Regions from separate parts of the Zea mays genome. Here all the other regions are linked to region 3. A link is a contact called in public Hi-C data. All regions are on one chromosome and are shown on one strand. The core of a region is the stretch at or near the end of the contact, and the rest is flanking DNA. Distances in the headings are between cores, read along the strand shown.

What was found. A called contact is a pair of places that touch in the nucleus more often than the background predicts.
Region 1: a Hi-C map of ear shows a contact between it and region 3, with 3 times the contacts expected there. The contact joins the promoter of LOC100285021 here to the promoter of LOC100279731 in region 3. A contact is called at or near these places in 2 of 25 Hi-C or Micro-C datasets (ear and tassel).
Region 2: a contact with region 3 is called in a Hi-C map of tassel, with 2.1 times the contacts expected there. The contact joins the promoter of LOC100384376 here to the promoter of LOC100279731 in region 3. A contact is called at or near these places in 3 of 25 Hi-C or Micro-C datasets (ear, endosperm and tassel).

The regions. Positions count from the first base shown.
Region 1 is chr4:213,994,700-213,999,023 of Zm-B73-REFERENCE-NAM-5.0, reverse strand. It overlaps LOC100285021 (male sterility protein 2), which reads right to left and starts at 1,476. Exons shown (of 10, transcript NM_001370692.1): 1 at 1,286-1,476; 2 at 1,007-1,110; 3 at 396-595; 4 at 179-279; 5 at 1-82. The coding sequence starts at 1,379.
Region 2 is chr4:214,323,876-214,328,072 of Zm-B73-REFERENCE-NAM-5.0, reverse strand. It overlaps LOC100384376, which reads left to right and starts at 2,313. Exons shown (of 3, transcript NM_001322063.1): 1 at 2,313-2,572; 2 at 2,680-2,966; 3 at 3,571-4,197. The coding sequence starts at 2,407. The coding sequence ends at 4,197.
Region 3 is chr4:214,161,985-214,165,853 of Zm-B73-REFERENCE-NAM-5.0, reverse strand. LOC100279731 reads right to left here and starts at 1,581. Exons shown (of 9, transcript NM_001152690.1): 1 at 1,509-1,581; 2 at 879-1,427; 3 at 223-788. The coding sequence starts at 1,536.

The DNA.
Region 1 (4,324 bases), core at 227-2,726, 170 kb after region 3:
AGGTGCGTGCCTTCCCTCAGGGTTTCGCCCAAACGGAATGGCTTCTCCAGCACCACCCCTTCCTGTTCACCAGCTACATAAGCTGCATGCATGCTCAAAGAAGATTTATCATTCATTACACATGTCCATTTAATTGGAGAAAAAAAATGGACTGTTGTTGCTTCCCTACTATATATACCTGTTGAAACATGCAGCAGCATCTTGAGTTTGCTGCACCTCTTCGCGAACTCGCATATGTGCTTGGCTCCCATGACATTTGTGTCGAAAGCCACATCGTATCTGCATGTGCATGCATAGAACTGAAACAGATGTTTCCAGAACACGCAGGCGGCCATGCGGCATCTCAAATATAATGATATATACATATGTAACAGCAGTAATAATATATCCCAGACCTTTCGTAGAAATTCGTAGTTGCAGCTCCGTTTACAACGATGTCTATTTCCTTGCACACTTGTCTCAGTTTGGCAGCGCCTAGGCCCAAGTTCTCGTGCATGACGTCTCCTGGCAGAGGGCAGATTTTTTCTTGGACGAAACCTTCGAACCCGTTACCGTGCTTTTCTTTCAGAACCTGAAAGATCTCCTTTCCTGTCACCTAGCGACAAAACAAAACAAAACAAAACAGAAACATCACTAGTCCATCAGGAGACATCCTGTCTCATCACTTGTTGCAACTCTTGCTTGAAGCCTTGAGGTTTATCAATGACCTATGCATTTGCCACTAGTTTTGTCAGGAGAAATTAAAACATACTCCTGACAAAACTAGTCCATCAGGAGACATCCTGTCTCAGCAACCCCTGGAGAGTTGCGCGGCATGCGAGATACTTCCATATCTGTGCAATGCAACTACCAGCTCTTCCGACCCGTCACTGTGTTCTTCTATCCAAGGGATCGATCCCCTTTCTGCTTTGTTGGTCACAGATTAATTTGCACAACTAAAACATGCTATGATTGAGACGACGACGGGACGGAAGGAAGAAGGGAGAAGGTATCTTGCTTTTTTCACCTCGGTCTCGACCCTCTGCTTGGCAGACTCGTCATCGGCGGCTCGAACGAGGAGGAAGAGCTTCTTCACGTCCGGCTGAACCCTCAGTATCTTCTCCACGAGCACTACGATTTGAATGAAGAGACGAAAAAAGGGAATGAAGCAAGAGCAAGCAACACACCCACACTGATGAGATATATAGATGATCAGCCATGCTTGCATATATGCATTGCACAGACATCGATCCCTGAAAAGAGTGCTGGGCGAGTTCATGCATGCAAGGAGAGGTACCGTACGTACCTTTCCCCAGGAAACCGGTTGATCCAGTGATCAGGATGCTCTTGCCTCTGAAGTAGCGTACAACCACATCGGAATCCAGTTCATCGCCTATCATCTTCTACTGTGCAAGCAGTGTGGTCCGACTTGGGCTATCTGAGTACTGATGTACTCAGCAGTATGTAGTCGAGTAGCATATAGCATTGGGATCCTACCATGTATTTATTGGTGAGAAGGGATATCAGGATATGTGTCTCAGTGGGTGGCAGGGGAGGTTGCTGCAGTAAATAGAGGCAGCGGCGCTAATTAAATTATGGGCAAATCAAATCGATCGACGTTGGCTGCTGCGCTCCTCATCTCCATATACATACAGTAAGTACTTCAAAATATATTGTTGTTTGACGTGCTGACGTCAGTTTGAAGTACTAGCTAGTATATTTTAGGCCTGCGATGATCGGCAAGATGCGATAATTAACAATAATGGTCGTACGCACACTATTTTATTTCAGAAGATTGTCACTTTTTACTTTAACAATCACTTCGCATTTTCGCAGTGCAACGTCTATTTTTATATACGTACTACTGTCTATAGCAGTTTTTTCTCTCTCTTCTTTCTGCCGTCAGAAAGGCTGGTGGAGCCCATCTTTTTTTTACTCCCATAGTTGTGGTTATAGAACCGGAGTTGGTGGCACATAGTACCTACTAGATCTGGAGCATTGATTTCCATGTGATGAGTACTCAATGAATATATATATATATATATATATATATATATATATATATATATATATATATATATATATATATATATATATATATATATAGATGTAGTATTTAGAGCTCTGGGCTCTATTTAACTACAGGAAGCCCTGACCAGGTGTGCAGACCGCACGAACCCTTTTTGGTTTATTGTACCTACCTGTACTTACGCTAAATTATAATACGAGTTATGCTGATGTGTGTATCAGTTTATGCAAACATAGTCGCCGCATATTACGTGAATCGGGCCCACGATCCTGCCCACGTCGTCACTATAAAAACACCCCCACGCCGCCAGGGATTAGGTTTTAGCGGCGGCGGCGGTTCTCTCGGGCGTGAGAGCAGGCGCCCGTGAGCAGGAGAGCCCCGGCCGCCGCGGCGCTCTCCAGCCGGCGGATTGGCGGTCGTGGAGGGGGCGCGAGGAGGAGCCTCAGCGTCTGCGGCGGTACAGCTTTAGGAGGCACCGGTCGGGGCGCGGCGGAGTGGGCGGCGGTGGTGCTGTTCATGGTGCTGGCGGTCGTGGTGCTGCTGGGGCGCCGTGGCCGTCCTTGTGGTGGTGGTGCTGCTGCAGCCCCGCGTGCCGTACGTGGCGGTGCGGGCGGGCTGGCGGTGCTCCGCGCCTACCCGTTCCGCGTGCCCGCCAGGGGCGTCCTCCCGCTGGCGTACGTGGCGCGCGCGCAGGGCGCCCCGCTGGGCGACGCCGGCAGCGCCGCCATGGAGGCCGCGCTCCGCGACGGCGTGGTGCCGTTCTGGGTGGATGGGGAGGCCCAGACGCGATGGAAGGTCGCGGGGATCGTCGGAGTCGACCAGTGGACGCGCCTGGCGTACCAGCTCCGCTTATTCTAGCCCAACGGCACCGTGCTCCCCTTCAGATGCATCTCCAAGTCCAAGTTATTGTTCTTCTGACCGTCGTGCCCTCTGTATTGTCTAGTGGCTACTCTTCTGACCTTAGTTCCATGGCCGGGCGTGAGCGTGACGGATCAAGATTCAGGAACAGCAAATGGCTTCATCGTTTTCTTTCTTGTCTTAGGTTCGTTCAGTTATTAATTCACCCCCATGTCGCATGTATAGGTCGGCAAAAAAAAAAGATTTTGTCTTGGGTTCTTTCTTATTGCATTTTACGCTTCCACTAAAAAGCAAGTGCCACATTCGTCGTTTTAAAACAGATCATTGATTTACGCTAAAATTCGTATCCATTTACGCTGTTTCGGATCACATCTTACGCTTTAATCCACCTGACCTAGAACCCGAGCACGATCGGAGCGCGATTTTGACGTCGTAATTTAGGCCACATTCGTTGTTAAGAAATAGATTGATGATGTACGATAAAATTTGTACCCATTTACGCTGTTTAGTTCACGTTTTACGCTGAAATTTGACCAAGCCAAAATCCGTGCACGATCGAACGTGATCAATCTACGCTGTTTTAGTTAATATAGGATTTACGCTAAATTTCGTATTCATTTACGATGTTTTAGCTCAAGTTTTACGCGGAATCTGCCCTTGCCAGAACCCGCGCACGATTGGGTGCACGTGATTTTTACGCCGTAATTTTTGGGCTTCGTTTGCTGTTACGAAACAGATATATGATTTACGCTAAATTTCGTACTCATTTACGATGTTTTAGCTCACGTTTTACGCTGGAGTCCGCCCGAGCAGAACCCGCGAACTGCGACTGTAAATTAAAATTTATTTCCTTCTACTAATGCTCCTCGAACCGTAACTGTCCCTTTATTTACGCGATTATGCAGCACGTCTTTCCTTATATCAAACCGTTCAAAATTTATATAATGCATGGTTTATGCTATCATGTTACACATCGTTATGCAGTCGTAAACAGTGTGCACATGGTAATATTCGTTTCCGTGAGTCAAGGTACAAAAGATCCCTTCTATGCATGATTTATGCGTGCGTATTTTTTTCCTCCTGTAACTGCGCCTTTATTTACGCGCACGAAGAGCACGTCTTTCCTTATCTTAAAACCGGTGGGAGATTTTAAATGTTTGCATGGTTTACGCTATCATGTATCACAGCGTTATGCAGTCGTAACCGGCAAGCACATGCAAATATTCGTTCCCGTGATTCGTGGCATAAAAGATTCCATTTATGCATGAGTTATGCACATTTGTACATATATTTATGCGTGCGTATATCGCATGTCGCGTCTCAGCCGGGATACGTGGCTATCCTATGCATGGCTGACGCAAGCTGGCGTCTAGTGGGCCGAACGCGACCCGATCGACCTCCTGGCTGGGGCTTCGCCCACTAACGGAAGCCCAGGGCTTCCATTACCTCTTCTATATA
Region 2 (4,197 bases), core at 1,064-3,563, 160 kb before region 3:
TCGCACTCGCTGCTGCGCATCGCCGCGTCGACCAGGTCGGGTCAGCGACACATGCCGACCCGCTGCCCGCTGCGGGCAGCCGCGGGGAACAGGCGGGCCCAGCGTTTCCTGTTCCAGTCCAGGGGCTCTGCACGGGGGCGGGGGCGCCGTGACGTCGCCCGCGCCATGTCACACGGGCCGGCGGGTCGCGCGGTCCGCGACGCCGTGCCGGGATACCTGTTGCGCGCGCGCGCACGCACGCACGGAGAGACCGGAGACGCGGCAGGGAGGGAGACACCCTCCAGCCGCGTCCGCGCCGCCGCGCGCCGCACCCAGCTCCCGTCGTTTTGGCGAGGACCACGCCATGCAGATGCAGGATGCAGCGCACGGAAGCCCGCGGATATTCGCGCTGCTGCAGTCCTCGTCCTCGTAAGCGGCATGCATGTGGATCGGTCGAGCTAGCTACCTGCTGCGTGCAGGTTGCAGGCTTTGTTTTGTGTCGCCGCGCCATGTTCGTCTGCAAAAGGCTGATCTCCCTCAGATTAGAAAACAAACATACGGGCATCCAACTGCCAGCGCGATTGCGCCATACCAACCAGAATCGTAAATGTCAAGAGGGCCTGTTAATTTTTTAATTGAGGGCTTGTTCGGTTACACCAATCCAGAAGGGGATTGGAAGGGTTTAAATCCCCTCCTAGTCATTTTTGACTTGGAGGGGATTTAATCCCCTCCAATCCCCTTCTGGATTGGTGTAACCGAACATGCCCTGAAGGGGGGTAAAAGTACAGCCAAATTTTAGTTGGGGTCAGGTCTAGTTTGTCACTGTTGTTTACGTATTTCCTCTATCTAGCGAGATGTTACTATGTGGGAGCGGTGTTAGGCTTGAGTGGTTTCTCAATACCTTCTGTGGTGTAATAGAATCATTGTTAGACGAGAAGCGGGGAAGGCTTCGTACTTTGCATCTGACGCACATCGCACGTGCGCAGGAAAGTGGTGCTTTAAAAGAGTAGATATTGTATAAGCAGGAAGCACTTTCTCTATTAGGTATTATAATAATTTATAATATTTCTATACATTTAGGTTTTGTTATACACTTAGATATACAATATATTTAGATGTATAATAAAAATATATATCTAACAAAGTAAAATGTCTTATATTTAGGTGTTACAAATCGTTACAAACTAAGGGTCTGTTTGGTTTTTTTAGTCCAGCGACTAAAGTTTAGTTACAGGACTAAAATTTAGTGTCTACCATGTTTAGTTCTAAGGACTAAAAGCTTTTAGAACGCATTAAATAAGTCCCAAGTAGATCAAAATACCCTTTAGTGTTCTCAGCGTCATTAGTGTAACGGAAATAAACGAGGGACAAAAGATAAAATTACTATGATTTATTTCCTTTATTCACCTTCTAAGGAACTAGAGACTAAAACAGTTTAATCCCTATTTTAGTCCCACCGTTTAGTAATTTACTAACTAAATGAGACTAAAATAGAGGGACTAATCTTTAGTCCCTCCAACCAAATGGCCTAGGACTCCCCTACGATCCTACAAACTAGGACTCAGCCCACCCACAAAAAAACATCTGAGATATATTATGTTAAATTCTTTTTAAAAATCAGGAAAATCAGTGTGTAGCTACAAAATTGACGCTTGGGAAGAGCGCCATTTAAAACAGACCAACGGATTCGTTGCATGTACCGCCGTAAAGCTGACCGAAATATGCCTGGTAATCATCAAAGTTTAAGCCAGGGGAATCGCGGCAGAATCGACCGTGGTTACCTCAGCAGGTGTTATTTTACTCGCTGGACACAGGGGCTCGACGAAGTGGACGATGGGAATCTCCACTGCCAAAACGACAATTGTTTTTAATTAAAATATCTTACAGAAAAAAAAAACCACGGCCGGGATCCACGCGGGCCCACAGCACACACACCCATGACAACGAAACGGCCCCACCAGGCAGGCACCCCACAGAGAGAGGCCAGCCCCGGGCGGCGCCAAAACAGCTGACGGAAGGGATGACAAAATCCCGTCCACTGGACCCTTCGCCCTCGCATCCCACCGTCCACTCGTACCGCTCCCCCGCTCCGATGCGCCACACGCATCCGCTCCGGCTTGGGTCTTGCCGTCTTGAGGTCAACCTGCCTGCTCACCCGCGAGTAGGGCCCGGGCGCCCCGCCCACACCCCGCTCCCCAAGTTGCACGTGCGTCACATCGAGGCCGCCCCGTCCATCCGTCGACACGTGTCGGAGCACCCTTCTATAAGTAACCCCGGGTACAGCTGCGCGATGTTCCATTCCAAAAGCTCTCGAGACTTCCTCAGCAATCAATCAGCTTTCCAGCGATCGGCAGCTCCTCGATCGTTTCGAAGCTCCAATCCGCCCGGCCGCCTCCGCCTGTTGCCACTAGCTAGGTGATCGATCGAATGGACTGCGGTGGCGCGCTGCAGCTCCCGCCTGGGTTCCGCTTCCACCCCACCGATGACGAGCTGGTGATGTACTATCTCCTCCGCAAGTGCGGCGGCCTGCCGCTCGCCGCGCCGGTCATCGCCGAGGTGGATCTCTACAAGTTCGACCCATGGCAGCTCCCAGGTACGTCGAACAATCGGATCATCGTCAGCGAGTGTTAGTTATCCGAGCTAGCTAGGTGACGACCCCGCGCTGACCTCATCAGCTGGCATGGTGATCGGTGGTTGCAGAGAAGGCGTTCGGTGGGGAGAAGGAGTGGTACTTCTTCTCGCCGCGCGACCGCAAGTACCCGAATGGCTCCAGGCCTAACCGGGCGGCCGGGACAGGGTACTGGAAGGCCACCGGCGCCGACAAGCCGGTAGGGTCGCCGCGCCCCGTGGCCATCAAGAAGGCGCTCGTCTTCTACGCCGGGAAGCCGCCCAAGGGCGTCAAGACCAACTGGATCATGCACGAGTACCGCCTCGCGGACGTCGACCGCTCGGCCGCCGCACGCAAGAAGACCAACAACGCGCTCAGGGTAATTCACTACACCATGACCTTTCTCAGGAGAACATATTTATCTCCCCGAAATACTGACACTTGCAGTTAGAGGGAAAAAATATAGAGAGAAGTAAAAAAAAAAAGATTGATGTTTGATTTTACCAATGCTGCAACAAGAAACAGTGGATCGAATCGAAATGTGTTGTTAGGCTTGCAACTATATATGCAGATTCTTAGTTAAGAGGAATTGAAAAAGGTAGGCGTGCAAATTGTCCATTTGCAGCAAGCTCGATCGAGTTGTCCCTTTCGTGACAGCGCGCGGCTACTTGGGCAGGATAGGCTCTAGAGACATGTAAAGCGCGGGCGGCGTGGCGTCACGGCTCACGCACGCCGCGATAGAGACAAGCGCGGCAACCATGGTCCATGGCCGGCGCAGAGCCGCCGCCTGATCTTATCGCCCGCGCACAAATTACCACATGCGCGGCGCGCACCGGATCCGACGTCACGTCGACCTCATCTCCAAGCCTCTTCCAAACACTCCAATGCGTAGTAAAAAAAACCCAATCAGCTTAGTCTGACTTTTCACTGGGATTTCGCGTGGATTGGCGGCGCTTAACCATGAAGTGTCTACTGTCTTGCAGCTGGATGACTGGGTGCTGTGCCGGATCTACAACAAGAAGGGTGTTATCGAGCGGTACGACACAGTGGACGACGACGACGGCGACGGCGCCGTGGCCGAAGACGTCAAGCCGGTGCCGGCGCCGGCGGCGTCGAAGAACCCGCGTGCCAGTGCCCGCGTAGGGGCAGCAGCGGCGGCGCCGATGAAGGTGGAGCTCCCCGAGTACGGCGGCGGCTACTACGACTACGACGACCTGGAGACGCCGTCGGCGGGGATGCTGTGCTTCGACCGCCCGTCGGCCCCGGCGCCCGCGGACCGCGACTCAAACAACTCCGTGCCGTGGACGACGCACCACACGCACACGGACAACTCCAGCAGCGGCTCCGAGCGCGTGCTCTCGCCGTCGCCGGACCTGCCCGACCGCGACCACGCCGAGAGCCAGCCCGCCGCCGCCGCCGCCGCCGCCGGGTGGTGGCCTGTCGGAGGCGACTGGGGCAGCGCCGCCGAGGACGGGTTCATGGTCGACGTCGACGTCGACGACGGGAGCTCGCTGTTCGGGCCGCTGTCCCCGGGGCTGTTCGCGCGCGTCGACGCCGCCGCGTTCGGCTTCGGCGACATGCTCGCGTCGTACCTGCACAAACCGTTCTGA
Region 3 (3,869 bases), core at 332-2,831:
TTAGTCTACCACACTCAACCAAAACTTAGGCAATATAACATGCTAAACTATGAAGCAAGACTACCACGGCAGCTTACTGCAATGTGGAATAAAAAATCTTGGAGGAAGGTCATTTTTTAGCAGGAGCAAAATGCAAGTGCAACTTCCAAAATACAGCTATGGATTCTCTGCTCAATGCATTTAAGATAACACATGTAAAATGGAAGTTACAAAGAAACACACCTCCTTTTGCGACCGGTAATGTAAACTTGGCAAAGGCTGTAAGCAATAACTGCAAGAGCTCTCAGACAAACGCTCCCTAATCTTTCCATCCAAGTCTGAAAATGCAGCATCAAAATCCACAGCCTCCGAGTTCGATGAAGTCGCTGCCATCCTAGAAATGTCCTCCACTGGGAGGCTACATTTTGGCCGGTCAAACAAAATTAGACCATCGATTGATTTCAATGGTGCTGTAAGCAATTGCAGTTCCCCTGTAGGTTCCTCTCTTAGAAGCGAAGTTGCCATCCTCAGACCACGGTGCACAGACCCAGCCGCAAGGTAATTGATGATGCCCCAAGTGTCCAAGAACCTAACAATCCTACTCAGATCATACAATTCAGATGTGCTCCCAACAAGCCCCTGGCACTCAGCAAAAGCAAGCCTCTTGCTTGGGTTCTCTAAGTATTTAGCAATAACTTTATTCCTTAACATGACATACTTCTCCGGAGTATGCCCTGGAGACTTCCCTGTAAAGAAGTGTGGCACTACCTGCCTTTCCAGCCTATGAACTGTCCCTGGGGAGAACCAATCTACAAATTACAAACCAAAATACATAGGTTACTTAAATTAGCACATTTTCCAGCACAGCTCAGCTATCCTTGTTTAGACGAAAAGCAAACCTGAGTGCTTGGGCACCACATGGAAGCGACCCTGGAACTGCTTGGGCACCCCGTGACCCTCCATGAGGGGAGGCGGCGTGCACACATACAAGGACGGCTTGTCGGGGTCTGTCGCAAGGGATGGGTGGTCCGGAAGCACCCCAGACAGCACCTGCAGCTGCCCGTGCGAGATGTTCTCTAGCGCCGGCAGTGCCACGGTAGGGACATCGCCGGAACAAGCAGATCGTTCGGCCTCGAGCAGCGCGAGGATGGACGCATGCGGCCGGTTGACCACGCGGCGCTTGGCGGCAGGGAAGCTAGAGATGGCATCGGCCGAGGGCAGAACCTCCGCCTCGCGGAGCTCGACCGCGGGGTCCTCGGACGCCGCGGCGTCCGCGTCGTTGTCGGTTGCCCCGTCCCCCGTCGCGCCGAGGGCGGAGGGGTCCTCGTCGTCGTTTAAGGCGGCGGAGTCGGAGTCGGAGGAGTGGTCGGCCGCCGCGGTAGAAATGGAGGGCTTCGACGGGGACGCGTCGGGGTTGAGCTTCCGCTTGCGCCATTTGAGGCGCGAATCTGGGAGTTAGGGTTAGCAAGGCGGTTAGATCTGGCGCTAGAGAGTTTAAGAGGTTTCGAGAAGGGCCCGGACGCATGGACCTGAGGTCGACGAGGCCTTACGAGGCATCGTCGGCGGCGGGGACGACGGCGGAGAAGGACGACGGCGCGCGCGAGTGACGAATGGTGAGACGAGACGAGACTAGACGCGGGCGTTGTCGGAACGAGTCGATGGGGAAGGAGGGGAAGCACGTGCGAGTAGGGGTGGGCGTTCGGGTTACCCGAAATTTTCGGGTCGGGTAATTCGGGTTTTTAAAATTTCGGGTTTTGAGAATCGATACCCGAAATTACAACGGGTTTTGCAATACCCGAAAATTCGGGTACCCAGAATTTCGGGTTCGGGTTCGGGTATTCCCGAACTACCCGAACTATTGTGTCACCTTCATAAAAACACATACACCCTATTAAATTAGTATAAAATATAGTTTGAATAATTATATACATGGACATATAAAATACAAGTAATCTATAATCACAAGTTATACACACTTACACATAATTATAAATGCACAAATTAATAATTAAGCATGACATGAGTACATGACACATGAAAGTTCGGGTAATTCGGGTATTTCGGGTACCCGATTGTGATACCCGAATTACCCGAAATAAATTCGGGTTTTGCAAGTTGCTACCCGAAATTCCCGAACAAAATTCGGGTTTCGGGTATTTCGGGTTCGGGTTCGGGTATTCCGGGTTCGGGTTTCGGGTTACGGGTTTTTTGCCCAGCCCTACGTGCGAGGGAGGCTCCTATGCTCTCAAGTCCCAAGTACGGCTCGACCTGGACGGCTTCGTCGCACGCACCCAGCGTTGCGTTTTTGCGGCCCAGTGGGGCATCATTTCTATTCTCTAGCTCTACTACTCCCTCCGTTTCAAACCAGGATCCTGGTTAGGGCTGGGGCTCGAGTTCGGAGCGGCTCGCAAGCCTCGAACGAGCCGAGCCGAGCCTCTTTTTCGAGCTTGTTTTTGCAGCGAGCCGAGCCGAGCCAATTCGTTCCAGCTCGCGAGCCTTGCAAAAATAATTTATTTATAGAATAATAATGAATATTAGATAATTTTATGGATAATAGCTTATTTTTTAGTCTTTGATAATGAATATATTACAAGTTATAATTTAATTTACTCATAATGTAGAATGATGATTCTATATTTCAAATTTATATAATGTTAATTCACCAAATAATGCAACAATAAATACCAGAATATGGCTCGCGAGCCAAGCCGGCTCACGAGCCAAGGTCGAGCCGAGCCGAGCCTCTTTCGCTAGCTCGTGAAATGGACGAGCCGAGCCGAGCTCGTTCAGGCACCGAGCCGAGCCGAGCTCGGCTCGGCTCGTTTCCAGCCCTAATCCTGGTGGAGGAAGAAAAAGCAAAATGAATTGAGCACAAATATAGCAGAAATACAGATCGGTGTCCACCTTCGGCAGCAGCCACATGACGCAGCTTACAATCAAAATTTTCAAAGACTACCATCCATGCAAATTGCATTCTAGAGCCTCAACTATCTCGACGAGCGAAGTCCTCTCTCCGCATAAAAGCTACAACATGGCCAATCAACTACAGAGTGGGGATCTATCCCAAATACAGCGGTAACACAGATCCCAATCAGTACATCATGAGATACCAAGTAGTCATTGCATCTTCAGAAGGAGATGACTGTACAATGGTTAAATCCTTTATCATTGCTTTCGAAGGTTTAGCCCTTACATGGTACTCAAGACTTCCACCTTTGTCAATTGACTTGTGGAAGACCCTACGTGACAAGTTCCTACTCAATTTTCAAGGGTACAGACCCAAAACGAATGCCCTAGCCAAACTCTCCCTCTGCAGACAGCTAGAAAAAGAGAGCCTCCGTGATTACTACAAGAAATTCATATAACTCAAGTAACAGCTGCCTTCGGTCGACGATCGGATCGCAATCCACCACGCGATAAGTGGTCTTCGCGCAAGACAACTTTATAGCCACTGCACAAGAGACCCTCCGTCGGCTCCCTAGGAATTATACACACTCTTCGAAAAAATATGCTCAACCGAAGAGTTACAGTACCAAAAGGTACAAATTACAACGCAAACCGAAGGTAGACTCACAGTCAAGCAAGCCATGGAACCAGGGCCAATAGCATGAATACCACTGTCAAGAGTCAAGACCACGGTCAAGCATAGCCCCAGGTCCATAAGATAGCCAATCAGCAATAGTTGGGCAACGTTTTCCCTCGACGTTACCCCAGCATCAAAGTCGTCGCGGCGGCGCACCAAGAGGTAGAGGGCGGGCAGAGGCCCTTAGCAGCCCAGGAAGTTCTGCTATCTTTTCCATGGCGAGGACTCAAACCACCATACCAGGGACTGCCCGGAGACAAAAGAAACCAAAGAGCGCATGGCCAGGGTAGCCCCCGCAAATAATCAA